Linked DNA regions of Gossypium hirsutum: region 1 is linked to region 2. Evidence: chromatin contacts called from public Hi-C data. All regions are on one chromosome and are shown on one strand. The core of a region is the stretch at or near the end of the contact, and the rest is flanking DNA. Distances in the headings are between cores, read along the strand shown.

What was found. A called contact is a pair of places that touch in the nucleus more often than the background predicts.
Region 1: a Hi-C map of hypocotyl shows a contact between it and region 2, with 3 times the contacts expected there. The contact joins the promoter of LOC107932693 here to the promoter of LOC107932680 in region 2. A contact is called at or near these places in 10 of 34 Hi-C or Micro-C datasets (callus, hypocotyl, leaf and 1 more).

What each region holds. Positions count from the first base shown.
Region 1 is chrA01:3,413,617-3,417,969 of Gossypium_hirsutum_v2.1, reverse strand. LOC107932693 (molybdenum cofactor sulfurase) reads left to right here and starts at 1,726. Exons shown (of 22, transcript XM_016864753.2): 1 at 1,726-1,983; 2 at 2,156-2,254; 3 at 2,746-2,804; 4 at 3,042-3,202; 5 at 3,437-3,594. The coding sequence starts at 1,875.
Region 2 is chrA01:3,242,911-3,247,767 of Gossypium_hirsutum_v2.1, reverse strand. LOC107932680 (protein NARROW LEAF 1) reads right to left here and starts at 1,893. Exons shown (of 6, transcript XM_016864739.2): 1 at 1,737-1,893; 2 at 290-821; 3 at 1-128. The coding sequence starts at 784. It overlaps LOC107932687 (serine/arginine-rich splicing factor SR45), which reads right to left. Exons shown (of 12, transcript XM_041074243.1): 8 at 4,745-4,807; 9 at 4,341-4,481; 10 at 4,013-4,098; 11 at 3,887-3,924; 12 at 3,391-3,647. The coding sequence ends at 3,890.

The DNA.
Region 1 (4,353 bases), core at 477-2,976, 170 kb before region 2:
CCATGAACGGTGGCCAGCGTCACGCAAAGGGGCGTATTTAGCCCCGTTTTGAACACCCCTTGAAGGCCACACCACCGAAACACGGAGATGCTGAAGGGAGGAGACTCTCGGCTCCCTTTTGGGCCCGATGCCGGCGATGGGGAAAGGGTCACCGACGTCGCGACCGCCGGAGGCTCCAAGTAAGTTTCCTTGCCCCTTTTTTTTATTTCAAGCCCCTTTTTTATTAAAAAATAATTTGTAAAATAAAAAAAATAAAAAAAATAGAAAAATCAAAAATAAAAAGATCAAAAAATAAGAACAAACACCTTTTTAGATTTTTTTTTGCTTTCGATTTCTCTGAAGATATATGTGTAATACAAAATTTTTTAAAAAATGAACCCCCCACCCTCTACAAACTGATTTCATTTCGGCTTTATAGCCGATTACAATATGAAGAAAAGTCAATCTCCTGTTTTTGTTGTTGCCTTTTACTTTTGTATTCTGCTCCTTGTCTGTCCTCTTTTCTTGCTTGTTTGCAGGTGATAGCAAAGGCGATGAGACGGGGCTGGTACAAGGCCGAGCAGAGGTTGTCAGGCCTCGGGGCCTGGCGCGGACGGTGCGCTCGAGGCACGTGGGGGAGCTGCGGCGCTGGAGAGGGGAACCCTAGGGTTCCTCTGAAAATGTTAAGTTTTCGGGCTGGGCTTAGGGTTTGCAAAATTGGGTAGTAAGTTTTAGGTTTTTGGGCCTGTTGGGCCATTGTAAAAATGGACCGTTTATTTTGGTTCATGGTTTTTAATTTTGGTTTATAACGGGCCGGGCAAAATGGGCCTATTACAATGATCATTAGTTTACAATTTATCATAGGGTAAACTACACTCAAGTTCACTCGACAATTTAAAAAAAAATGTTACAAGTTGGTCACTGAACTATACAAAAGTTTCAAGGTTTTAATTACCTCATTCACAGTTGTATTCTAGTAATCTTGGTACCATTTGACTTCCTCCTTTTACAAAGAATAACACTAAGCTAGCGCTTTTTCCCTCCTATTTCAACATTATGGTTTGATTTTCCTTGAAATGGTCTAAAGCTCCACTAATTTAAACCTAAAACCCTAATGGAGATACTTTGCGATCTTGATCCATTGTTGATGATTGGTCACCTAATTCTGATATGCTCATTTTCTCAATGAAATCTTCTCTTTGACCTTTTGAATTAAGCCTCCATCGATTGAAACTCTCTGATTAACTTCTTATTGAATCTAGTACATTTGAGTTTCTTTTTTTTAAACATATTTTGATTATCTTTTCTCTAATTTTATTCTATCCCTTTGCTTTCATAGGTACTATTTAGAGCTCATTGAAATATGAGATTTTCTTCCTCTTTTTTATTTATATTTTTGCTTGCTTTGATTGCGCTTGGGAGTTGTAATTGATGTTGTTTAGATTATTGGGTTAAGGAGTGATAATGCATAAAATTAGTGACCAAAGTGTAAATTTGTAAACTTATTAATAATTCAGTTACCAATCTTAACTTTTTTATTTGAGTGGCCAAATTGTAAATTTACCTGTCCCAAACTTTGATGTCTATTAGCACTTAATGGGCCAGTGATTAACTTGTAACCAACGAACAATTCAATGATCAATTTGCAATATTTTTAAACTGAGTTACCAAAATGTAAACTTACTAATATATGAGTGATCTTTGTTAAAATTTACCCAATAGAATTATGGAGACAACGTGTCTGAATTCTCAAACGTTTCTGAATTCTGACTCGTCCCGAACTAGTTCCTCGGGAAGAAGCTAGAGGACAGGTACCCCTCAGCTCATTCCAATCTATCTGCTGGTCAACATTAGTGTTTTTATCACCATATCCCAACCCTGAAAGTTCTCTGCAAATGGACGGCAAGGAAGAGTTTCTCAAGGAATTCGGTGACTTTTACGGCTACCCCAACGCCCCTAAGTCCATCGACGAAATTCGTTCCACCGAGTTCAAGCGATTAGAAGGTCAATTTTTTTTTCTTTATTCAATTTTTTTATTGATATTTTATATTCCTTTTATTGTTTCAAGTAAGAAATAATTGAAATTTCAGAAGATAGAATTGGAATTTCGAGTTTTTGTTTGATGCTTTGGGTTTGGGTACTTTGATAAGCTATTTTTGAGCTTTGGGTACTGTAGATACTGTGTATTTGGATCATGCTGGAGCAACCCTTTACTCCGAGTTGCAGATGGAAGCTATCTTTAAAGATCTTACGACTACTGTTTATGGAAATCCTCGTATCCTTTTAACTCAAAAGCTAGTATTGTTTTTTTCTCTGAAATTCGATTAAATTCCAACTATTCGTATTGACTAATATCTTCCCTATTGTATGGTAATCTTATAAATGATTATAAGTTCTTTAAAGCACTGAGTAAAATCCCTTTAGCAAGATCAGCACTGCATTAGTTTGGTTTTGACTTTTATCCTGCTTTGTATTTTTGGAGGGAAAAGCTAGAAATTGGTTCAGTTAATCTGTTTTGAGAAGTATTATCTTACCTGGATTTGGAATTACAAGCCCTTTAGGAATATCTGGTACTGGTACTGGTTTTGGTTTGTTTTGATTGTGACATTGCAGTAACTCAGATTATTGATGTGTTTTTTGGCTGAAAAGCTGGAGGTCCTACTCTTGTTTCAGTTTGGGTCATAATTTTATTGTCTTATTCGTGCTTAGAAATAATAGGTCTTATATAGAACTATGTCTTATGTTCCTCTTGACTACTTCTATAAGATAGCCAAAGTGATTCTAGTTCAGCCACTAGTGACATTGTAAGGGAAGCACGCAGACAGGTACCACGAATGTTACTTTACTTTGTTTTCTGTTGTTCTTCTTATTTCTTTGCTGAAATTTGTTTTAAAGTTTCTACATTTCAAATGGCCTGGTTTTATTTGGTCTATGAAGTCATAAATAGTTTATAGGTATTGGTAATTGTGCTCTAGTTCAATTTGAAATAAATTATCATTTTTTTTAATCTGTGGTATCAGAATAATTATCTTTTATTTTTGTATATTTTTCTTGCTATATAGGTCCTCGATTACTGCAATGCTTCTCAAAAGGATTATAAATGTATATTCACTTCTGGGGCAACAGCTGCATTGAAACTCATAGGGGAGAACTTTCCCTGGAGCTGTAAGAGCACCTTTATGTACACAATGGAAAATCATAATAGCGTACTTGGTCTTAGAGAGTATCCTGCCACTTCTAGTTTTGGGAGTACTATCATAAATTCTGGCCAGTGCAGTCATGTTTTGTGTGTATGTGTGTTTTCTTTCTTCTGTTCTAAGATCATCTTATATCCACAGTGATATTACTTATAGTATGTTTTGTTTTGTGTATTATATGACAGAAAAGGATCAGCATTTTTGTTCCTTCTCTTAATATTCTTGAATCTATAACTTTGTGTGCACTTAATAATTATTAGATATGCTCTCAATCAAGGAGCTGCAGCCTTTGCAGTTGATATAAATGAGGCTGTGGATCAGGGTGGAGCATCTAGAAGCTCTCTGACTTCATTTAAGGTGATACAGCATCCAGTGCAGATAAGAAATGAAGCAAAAGTTTTGGAAGGGGAGCTTACAGGTAACATTTGGAAAAATATGTTAACTTAATGTACTACTGATACCTGTTAGAGAAATGATTCAGGGTGAAATAACTAATATTTGCATATTAATTTGGGTCTCCTTTGGTGGATCTATTCCTGATATCTAGCTGAAAGAAGCCATTAGATAAAAGTTCTTGACTATGGAACTTTATGCAGATGCATGGATATTATGTGTGGCTGCACATATCATCATGGTCAGGGTCATTTTGGCAATAGGATCTGATTTTCTTAGATAGCTTAATTGAAATCTCCTTTACATTTTGGTGGGTTGATTGTGTACTATTTTATATTAGGAAGTTTATTACCTTTTGTTTGTTAGTAACTCTCAGCAGGGGTCGGGTGCTCCTTAATTGATTCTTTGTCTGTAACTTTCCAATACACATTAATCACTGTTCATAGGTATGTGTCACGTTTGGATCCTATGCATATGAATGGTGGTGATAGATGTGCTGGAAAGTAATAGATAGAAAAGTAATGTAGGGGAGCCTTATCCCAAGATATGAACGCTTGGTTAGTGCATTTATAAATAAGCTTTATTAAAAGGATTCAATGGATAAGAGTTCAGGAAGCATGGCTCTGTATCTTCTGCCTTAGTTTATGGATAAAACTTGAATTTTGTCTAGGTCAGACTGATAGAAGTCATCTCTAGGATTTCCTTACTGCATCCATCTATTTGTTAATTTGCAAACCCTGCTACTCTCATCCATGCTAAACCATGTAAGTTCTTGTAGAAACCT
Region 2 (4,857 bases), core at 644-3,143:
ATATGCGGATCACCCCCACGCAAATCATCCACAATCTCTGTGTACAGCTGCTCCTTGGGTGCTGGCTCAGGCGCACCGAAATATGAGAACTCCACAACATCCACATCACACCACACTCCTCCTGGTCCCTGATTAAAATATTTAACACTTATTTTATCAGCATATTGAACCAGATTCCAACTAAAAGGGGTTGAAACAAGATAAAACCAGAGTGTAATAAGAAAGGAAAAGGTAAAAGAATATAAGTAACAGAGGAAACGGGGAAGGATAGGAAGTCAAATTGAATAACCTCTAAGGCTGTAGGTAAACATTGGATGGGACTGAGCCATTGCTTGTCAACTTTCCTGGAGACGAAAACAAGGATAGCTGGTATGTCAGTGAGCACACCCTTTTTAATACGAAAACCAATCGCTGTCCCAAGACTGTAGCATCTCAAAATCTTGCTATGAAATGCTCTTATGGTCATTAGCTCGAGTAATGTTGTTGCTTGTTGCCCTTTCGGCAACCGACCAAGAGTCTCAGGCAGAACTCCTTTCTGTAGATTAGCAAAATAGTTTGCCCTCTCTTCAGCAGCATCGTTTAACCTGCTGGATGTCGGCCATGAAAAGTAAGGAGCATTGTTATCACTGTGCTGTCCAGCCGAAGCAAAAGGCTGAAGTGTCGGTGAACTAAATGAAGGAAGATGAGGATGACAGCAGCAGGTTCTTTCAAAATCCAAAGCCGATTCCTCTGATGGTGTTGAACCGGAGCAACGACCCCTCATATTAAGTCTAGATCGGTCCATCGTTTGGACTGGCTAAACAGATAATGCAGTGAAACACCTGGAAACCATAATAAATGACAATGACTCAATATACACAAGCATCTAAGCAGGCAGTTAGACTATGATTTACAAATAAAAGATTACCCTTTCTTTCTGATTCAAACCCTGAAAGAATAATAACATGAAAGGCCAAATGTAACGACGGGAATTTTTTTTCACTTCAATTCAGCCTTGTTAATTTTAGATATAACATGAAAATATGATAAGCGCCACATACTAAACATAGAAAACAGTTAATAAGCACAACATCAACATGATATGTTTAATATAAATCATATTCTTGTCTAGGACACGTTAAATTTCTTCATTAATGAAACTAGATATTGCCACCATTGTATGTTGAAAAATGATTTTTTTTTTATTTTGATTTTTTTTCTAAAGAAAATTATAATTTAGGTCACTTAACTTTTTGAATAAATTTTTTGAGTCATAATTTTGAAATTTTTCATATTAAATTATTTGCTTATAATTTGAATAACTTATCATTGGGACTTCTAGTCAAATTTACTTTTTTTAGAAAGAAAAATATATAAAATTAAGAGTTCTTCATCATGATCAAAGTGTTTACACACTATTTGCTATTACTAATGGAGAATAATATACAATGAATTTAGACCCCCCACCCCCCGTAAATTTTTTTTCATTTTTTCCGAAACATATTTATGCACGTAAAACTCTAATCAAAATTCGAAAGAAAATCAAATAATTCATCCTATTACAAACCATCAAAATTTCCATTCTTTCTAAGAAACAACAGCCAAAAAAAAAAGTGCAGTTGCTTTTAAATTTGATTTTTTAAAAAAGAAATTCTCAATTCATAAAATCAAAAAAAAAACAAATACCAAAAACCTTAATAAATAAATAAATAAACAAAACTGAAGAGATTGACTTATGAAGGAAAAAAAGAACTTGCCGTTGTTTGAGCGAAGAGCCTTCCTTCGTGTTCTACAGCTGAAACTGTGACTGTGGGCAACTAGAGTGGGAAAGGGAGATGGAATTTCCTCGGTAAAACAAGGAAAAAATAAAGCACTTTTTTTTTCCTTTTATTTATTCATAAAATGAGTTTAATGGCTATGGGCCTTGCTTAGAGCTAAGCCTCATTAATGTTTGAGCTTTGACATATTAACGTTAGTTCAATCCTAATTCGTCTCGAATTTATTGTTTTTAAAAATACTTTTCAACCTATAAATAATGTCAAATACATCATTCTTTTATAAAATACTCTTTAACCTCAATGCAAAACCTATAATTTATAAAATAAAAATAAAAATTGGAAAATCATTTTCATGATCAGAATCGTGTTTATCATCAAATTTTTGTAATATTTATACAGTATTTTGTATATTTTAATTTATAAAAATTATGATTTATATGTCATCTTTATATTTATTTAAATTAAATTTTGAAAAATAATTTATATTGATTACTTAAAAACATTTAAAATCCATATTTTGTATATCAAGATATTATTAGTAAATTATTTTTTTATATTTTATTATAATTTAAATCGATGTAAATAATTTATTTTTTTATGTACAACATTTTATTTAAAATAAACATTTTACCTTTTGAGAATAATTTTTACCAATAATATTAAATACTAAATGTTTTTAATGATAAAATATGTTAATTATAAATTTACGATTCATACCAATGACGAATGGGAGGGTTGACAAAGACTCGACTTCCCTAAAATAAAAATTTTCTATTTAGACTCTTTAAAATTTTAAATTTTTAATGATAAAATTACACTTTTAACACTTCAAAAATAATAAAATTTTAATTAAATATTTTGAAAATTATAAAAATATAAATTATTAAAATAATAAAATTATATTTTTACTATTATAAGAATTTTCTAACTTCACCTAGTCAAACCCCTGGCTGATACCTAAGTCTAAGATTCAAGTATGGTTAAATAATCAGTTGACACCAAGGTCAAGATTCAAACTATGGTTAGCCCTTTCTTCCCTTTCTAATAGAGGACAAAAAGAATTTATTACTATGGTTAACCCCTTCTAACAAAGGACAAAAAGAATTAATAAAAATCTATTACATATTTCAATTCACTCCTCTATCAATTTTCCTCTATATAAATTAGCGTTAATTCCTCAACTTTAATTTTGTCAAAAATTTTAGCTAATACTCCTACTTTACGAAACTACAAACAATTAATTATCTTATCTATTTGTCATACTTTACAAAACTACAAACATCTAATTATCAGATCCGCAATTTAACAATAATGTTTAACCCCATAACCCAAATAAACTAACTGCTCAATTTTCCTTAATTTCTGTGAAGAGGACTAAATTCATGGTTAAAATAAAAATAAGAGTTAATATATATTTTAACTCCAAATAACTGGTTCCTATTTTTTTTAATCTAATTGGTACCTAAACTTATTCCGTCACTGGAATGACTAAATGTGAACAAAAATGCCAAACTGATTGACGAAATACAAATTTAAGAACCAACTAAGTTCAGATAAAAAATTCAAGGGCATAATATATATTAACTCTAAAAATAAAGGCTAAGTGGTAGAGAGATTTAAAAGTAACTAATGGTTTAGGGAAACAAACTCTTTCACACATAATGTACTCATTATCAATAATCACAACTCATCATCAAGACTTTGTTAAAAGGCAGTTAAAGTATCATCACAGATGCAATGTGTAAGTATTATTCTCAAGCAACTCGATACTGACTCTCCTATTACATCATTCACACAACAAATAGAGAATCAGCTGAGGGAATCTACGGCTTCCGAGGAGGCGAACTACTGCTGCTGCTGTTGCTGCTGCTTCTTCTTCCTCTCAATGGCCTGCACATGAAAAAAGCATCCCTTCATATTATAAATTGGAAACCACAACAAGAAGCAACTTGGGCCATAGGCAAAAGTTTTTAAGAATAAGCACGCGCACAAGAGAGAGAGAGTTCTCATGCAAGCACAGCTTAGTTTCCGTGAACACACAGCATCTATCGATCATTAACAAACTAATAACAAATAAATGACGAAACAAAGAAACCATCTTGCGATTGCGGGGAAAAAGTTGAAATTACCTCCTAGGACTGCGACTCCTTGAAACCCTTCGTCCTGCCTGTCATAATTGAAAAAGAAAAAGTCATGTTAAATAACTAGTAAATATGTTACTCCCCTCAAAACCAAAAGTAAAGAAATCGCAAAACCTTTCGGGGACTGGGTGATCGGGAATAGGATGATGACCTCCCACGCCGTGCTGCAGGTCCTCTGCCTCTGTTTTGAAGATAAAATACTGAAGTAAGATACAAGGTGAACACATGATTACAAACAACGGTAGACAATTGATAAGAGGACCAGCACAAGCTCAAATTCACTCATTCAATGAAGTTAATCAAATTTAATTCCAGCCCATATAATTAAATATAATAATGCATTCCATTTTATCACTATTCTTGAAAACTTTTTGGCATATTGCAGGATAAACAGTGTTGTGATGAAAATGAAAAAAAAGATTGTTTAGAGCAAATGCCCGACCTTGGTGGTGAGATTGACCTTGAACGAGAACGAAGAGGCCTGCGAATTGGAGAACGGCTCCGCCTACGAATTGGAGAAGGGCTACGTCTACGATTGAATGGAGACCTTCTTGGAGGGCTACGAGGTCGTCTGGGAGGTGAACTGTAATAAAACTTAATAGTAAGCAAATTATAGTTGAACTACTTTGTCTCGACTAATCTACACTTCATACTGGCAAGAAATCAACGCCAAAGTGTTAGTTAAAACGGCCAATACTGGGTTTGCCTAGCAAATTATAGCACTCTTGATTTCTCTGATTCAGTAAGATGTGAATTTATTCATTTATTCACAAGTTGCGTCGACTCACTAGTACCTTAGGGCAATAAAATTAAAGCATTATGGAAATAAATAAATCGCATGCATACCGGCGCCTTGGAGGTGGAGAACGCCTTCGGATTGGACTGCCACGCATCCTACGCGGAGAGGTCCTGAAAACATTAAATGGGTCAAAATCTTTCAAAACCAGTTCATTTAAACA